Regions from separate parts of the Sus scrofa genome. Here region 2 is linked to region 1. The links are chromatin contacts, called in public Hi-C maps. All regions are on one chromosome and are shown on one strand. The core of a region is the stretch at or near the end of the contact, and the rest is flanking DNA. Distances in the headings are between cores, read along the strand shown.

The links. A called contact is a pair of places that touch in the nucleus more often than the background predicts.
Region 2: a contact with region 1 is called in a Hi-C map of liver, with 3 times the contacts expected there. The contact joins the promoter of GPD1L here to the enhancer-like site in region 1. A contact is called at or near these places in 1 of 5 promoter capture datasets (liver), 3 of 47 Hi-C or Micro-C datasets (all in liver) and 2 of 2 datasets of contacts at active chromatin or transcription factors (alveolar macrophages and skeletal muscle).

What each region holds. Positions count from the first base shown.
Region 1 is chr13:18,081,436-18,084,244 of Sscrofa11.1, forward strand. No RefSeq gene overlaps it. Among named protein-coding and RNA genes, the nearest start is that of GPD1L, 44 kb to the right of the region's middle. Within about 2 kb of position 1,451, at least 13 of the 83 cell types and tissues checked have an H3K27ac peak or open chromatin away from gene starts, as enhancers often do. A contact at or near this core is called in alveolar macrophages and liver, where this site is marked.
Region 2 is chr13:18,125,118-18,127,817 of Sscrofa11.1, forward strand. GPD1L (glycerol-3-phosphate dehydrogenase 1-like protein) reads left to right here and starts at 1,354. Exons shown (of 8, transcript XM_003483139.4): 1 at 1,354-1,602. The coding sequence starts at 1,556.

The DNA.
Region 1 (2,809 bases), core at 201-2,700:
TGAGTAATATTCCATTGTGCCACATCTTCTTTAACCACTCCTCTGTCGAAGGACATTAGAATTTTTGTGCCTGTGCTCAGGAGGAGTTTTGATCTGTAATTTTCTATTCTTATGATATATTTGTCTGGCTTTGGTATCAGGGGAATGCTACCCTCACGAGTGGGGGTTCTTTGTTACTGTGGCCTAACCTACCCTAGCCTAACTGATACGGTTCCTGAAAAAATATGATGCAGTTCTGTACTTATAATCTCCAAGATACAGTGTTAGGTGGTAAATGAATGTTGCAGACTCTATGGTATATGGTGTGCTATCATTTGTATAGGGAAAACCTAATCTATAAACCCATATATATGCATAGCATTTCTCTGGAAGAACGCATAAGGAACTGAAAATAAGGCTACCTCTGTGAAGGAAAAGTGAGCCACTGGAGTAGTAGGAAGAAGACTTTTTTTTTCCTTTTTATCCTCTCTTACCTTTTGAAATTTGTAACATGTACAGGTACACCTATATACACATACCACTTTTATAAAAATATTTATATTATAAGGAAGCATAGCCGCAGATGAGGGTCACAGAAATAAGTTTTGGAAAGAAATGCTGGAGTAGGGCATTGGGCATTGTTCCTAGTTACATGGCCTCCAAACTTAACTCCTTGGCCCTCACTAAGCTTCTGTAAGAACCTTAATGTTGTTTGCTTTTTTTTTTTTTTTAATTTTAGGGCCACACCCACAGCATATAGAGGTTTTCAGGCTAGGGGTCGAATCAGAGCTGTAGCTACCGGCCTACACAACAGCCACAGCAACGCAGGATCCAAGCTGTGACTGCGACCTACACTACAGCTCACGGCAACACCAGATCCTTAACCCACTAAGCAAGGCTGGGGTTCGAACCTGCATCCTCATGGATGCTAGTCAGATTCGTTAACCGCTGAGCCGCAATGGGAACTCTGAGAACCTTAATGTTGTTTAAGGAGTTCCTTTTCTGCTTCATACAACTTCAACTAAGAATCTAGATTGATGTGATTACAGGGATGCCTAAAGGGACAGCCAAAGGAACTACATGCGTCTAAAAGGTTCCTTAGTGGAGCTCCCTGGTGGCTTAGTAGGTTAAGAGGCTGTCATTGTCACTGCTGTGGTGTGGGTTTGATCCCTGGCCTGGGAACTTCCATATGCTATGTACGCAGCCAAAAAAACAAAAATAAGAATAAAGCCCTGTAGTGACTATAAAGCAGGGTGGTTCCTACCACACACGGCAATGGTCATGGGAGAAAACTCTCTATCAGTTAATATCTGCATTACCTTTTGCCTAGTGAGCAAAGGTTGTTCTTGGGAAATGCTCGGCAATGCTAACCTTCTTTTCATTTCAAAACAGGGGCCTGCACAGCTGTGCTTTGCAGATGGTGAACAGCTTCCGCTATTTTTAGCCAAGACAGCTCTAAGCTGAGGAAGCATGCACAGGACCAAAATTCCCCCGAGCCCGCTTCACTTCCTCAGTAACACCCTCAATTCTGGGCCAGAGATGCCGCATTGCATCCACAGATCTGCATCAGCCCCCAGAAAAGCTATGTTCTTGCCTAGAGAGAAACAGCTCTGGAGTTCTAGGACACTAGATTCAGTGAGAATAGCCATGGCCAGCTGAGGGGTCGCTGATTTATGAAAAGATACGTAATGAACACCCTGCGTTGTCTACAATTATGTACGAAAATTATCAAATACAGATTGAAAGACACAGACCAAACTCATCAGGCTGGCTGAAGTCAGAGCACAGAGCCGGAGGGAAGTGGGGGTGGTGTCGTAATGAAAAGGGATTCCAGCTTCACCTGCAATGTTTCATATTCATTAATGAGAAGACTGGATGCAAATCAGACAAAATTAACCTAAATTTTTTTTTGGCTGCACTCTTGGCATGCAGCTTTATCGTCTCTAATGATCTGTACCTTGGTTGCGGAAGGTTCCTTCCATATTTTACCTGTGTTTCTCCTGCCCCACACATCACCAAAGAGTCTAGCAGTCCCTTTAAAAATCTTCTGACAAAAAAGAAGAAAAAATAAAATAAAATGAGTTCTGGAGTTTCCATTGTGGCACAGTGGAAAAAATTTGACTAGGAACCATGAGGTTGCGGGTTTGATCTCTGGCCTTGCTCAGTGGGTTAAGGATCTGGTGTTGCCATGAGTTGTGGTGTAGATCGCAGACTTGGCTCAAATCTGATGTTGCTGTGGCTGTGGTGTAGGCTGGCAGCTGTAGCTCCGACTGGACGCCTAGCCTGGGAACCTCCATGTGCCATGGGTGTGGCCCTAAAAAGAAGAAAAAAAAAAAAGAGTTCCTGCTGTGGCACAGTGGGATTGGCAATGTCTCTGTAGTGCTGGGACGGAAGTTTGATCCCAACCCAGCACAGTGGATCTGGCATCACCAGGGCTGTGGCCTAGGTTGTATCTGAGGCTTGGATCTGAACCCTGGCCCCTCGCCCTTGGCCCCTGGCCCGGGAAATCCAGATGCCATGGAGTAGCCAAAAAAGAAGGAAAAAAAAAATCTTTTGGGGGAACTCCCTGGTGGCTAGGTAGGATAAGGATCCAGCATTGATACTGCTGTGCTACTGGTTTGATCCCTGGCCTGGGAATTTTCTAACACCATGGGTGTGGCCCCCCCAAAAAAGATCTTTTGACTGACTGCCAAATTCTAAATGCCTCTTCCTCCCTTCCTTCCTCTCTTCCTACCTTTCATCCTTCTTCCCTCAATCCTTCCTTCCTTGGAGCTGGAGAACTCTGCTTTAGAGACTGCTGTCAGCTGGAATTGGATGTGAAAGGGGCAGG
Region 2 (2,700 bases), core at 104-2,603, 44 kb after region 1:
TCATGCAGGCGCAGTTGCAATATCAGGGAACAGGAGTTTCCACATGAGGAATAAATCTTTTAAGCAAAAGCTAAACATGAACTGATCACTTGGTGTAAATCTTGGCAATGTACATTTACTCAAGTACATGAGTTCATTATTTAATTAGACCAACCCATTTCATAACACAAATGCAAGGGAGGAAAAATGAATAAAGCTTGGGTAGTTGAACTTTCATATCATTCCTGCATTGGTGTCTTTCCTGGCAAATAAATGAGAACAAACCACTAGTGAGGAGTGGAAAGCATGCCTGATCTCATCCACTCTCTCTAGGTAGTTCCTTGAGTAAACATCTTGTCATATAAATAAATTTTTCATACAATGTAGAAGCGAAAACAAAAATGAGCTAATCCTCTTTGCATCAAACTAATAGGCTTAGTATATTCCTAGGTACTGGAGTGTTTCCTCAGCCACTCTCCTCTGACATGTTTCCTGGTTTTCAATCTTGAGTTCTTTTGCAATCACCCTTGAACTTCAAAAAATCCTGATGTTTGTATCCCATTCTGGGAGATTCTGATGCAATTTGCTTGCGGTGCTGCCTGGTCTGGGGATTTTGAAAAGCTCCAGAGACTCTAATGTGCAGGGGAGTCCAAGAAGCCCCGGTTCGCACCACTTTGTCCTCTTCCCAAGGAAGGTCTCATGTGGCGCCCTGAGGAAAGGGATGCTCAGAAAGGATACCCAACGTTCCGTTTCTCAGAAGAAGGGAAGTGTGGTCTCGGAGCCACAAATCCTCCTGATCCCTGGGGCGGAAACGATGAGGAGGGAAGTCCTTCCAAATCAGTGGGTGAGGCAAGGGCAAGGTAGCCAGAGTCCAAATCTCTACCTGACTCTAACTACAAAGTTCTCACCCTGGAGCGCAGGGCTGTCTGGCCAAGTCCCGAAGGCCTCAGAAGATAACAGCGCCACCGCGAAGTCCGGCAGATGGTCTCCACAGGTGAGGCAGAAGTTAAGAGGTTTCCACAGGTGAGGCAGAGGCCCAAGAGAATGCGGCGGCCACTTCGAGGACTGGCCCAAGCCTGGACGACTTTAGACTGAAGCGGGGAGCTTCTCTCGGCTCCAAATTGCTGCGCGGAAGCTCTTCCTGAGAGGGAAGAAAGGCGGGGTGGGGAACACCGGGTCAAACCTGGTGCTACGAGAGGAGGGTGGTGCAGCACCAAGCGCTCGGAGCTCGAGGCGCAGTGCAACCTCCTTGGGCAGCACGTGGCGCGGTGGGAGAGGCGGCCCAGGAGGCGCGGACTACAAGTCCCGAAAGGCTTCGGGCAGCGCTGGGCGGTGCCAGAGCTGGGCCAGGAGGCTGGCGGGGCTCAGGCGTGCGCAGTGGTTATCGGGAGTGGCGGGGCGGGTCCTCCCCGCTGTCACTGTGGCCCGGGGCGTCCGGGCGGGGGTGGTCGCGGCCATTGGCTGAGAGGCGAGGGGGGCGGGGCCGCCGCGAGGCGCAGAGGCTTTAGGCTGAGCGGGTGTAGGCGGGCGGCCGGCAGAGGAGGTGCGAGCCGGGCTGTAGCGTTCCGGCCAGGCCATGGCAGCGTCACCCCTGAAAGTGTGCATCGTGGGCTCCGGGAACTGGTGAGCGGCGGCGGGCCGGCGGCGGGCCGGCGGCTGGGGCTCCGCTTGCGGGAAGCCCCTCTCTCAGGCGGCCGAGGGCGCGCGTACCCCCCGCAGCGTGGGCACTGGGCACCGCGCGCGGGGAGGCGGGTCAGGCTGCCTCAAGGCTGGGCTGGGCACCGCTCTCCCGGGGAGGCCGCGCTGAGGCACTGCCCCGGGAGGCCCTGGGCCCGCGTGCCCGGGGAGGTGGCGCGGAGAGAGCATATGGCATGCCCGCGGGCACCTGTCTGCTCTCGCAGCACCGCGCGCGGCTGGCGCACGAAGGCCACCTGCTCGCCGCTGCCAGGGGTTTGCGCAACATTCTAAAGGCGTTCTCTACTTTCCTGGGCAGATCGCCTGGGTCCAGGAGTTGGAGGGAGCTGGAGCGTTCTTGCTGTGGTTTCCGTGTGGAGGAAGCGGAGGCACAGGGGGTTGAAGGGCGCTTTTGCTTATCCAGGTCGAGGGCGGGGCCGGCGATGCCCTTCCAAGTGAGGGTCTCGCTCAGGCTTCTGCTTAGTAACCTTTCGGGAAGAACATCCCAAGTTCGTTCATGCCAGGCTCGCACTGTAGCCCGGGAGCATTGGGACTCCTCTGGGAGGTTTGTGAAGCTTTGCGTCTCGGCTAGGCTTTGACTTTAGCGTTTGTAAAGCACTTTGTGCCGTGCACTCTTGTAAGCACTTTAAATGTCAGCTCTTTTAGTTCCCTTTCTTCTTCTTCTTCTAAGTTTAAGAAAGGGAACTAAAACGGTGGGAATGTTTGACGTGTGCAGGTGAATATAGAGGAAAGTGGGCTGGAGGCAAGAAGGCAGAATATGGTATAGCATCTGATATTTTAACATTGCCGTGCACTGTTTTTCCCACGTCCGAGGAACTGGTATAGAATAGTTGAGTGTTGTTTTTTCACTTCACTTTTTTTTTTTTTTCCTGTGGTGGGACACTCATCACAGTTCAGGCTTCTAGGAGTCCTGCAGCAATTGGTACTAGTTACCTGGTCTCCATTTTTTTCTTTTGGGGGGGGGGCGGCACCCATGGCCTATGGAAGTTCCCAGGCTAGGGGTCCAATCGGAGCTGTAGCTGCCTA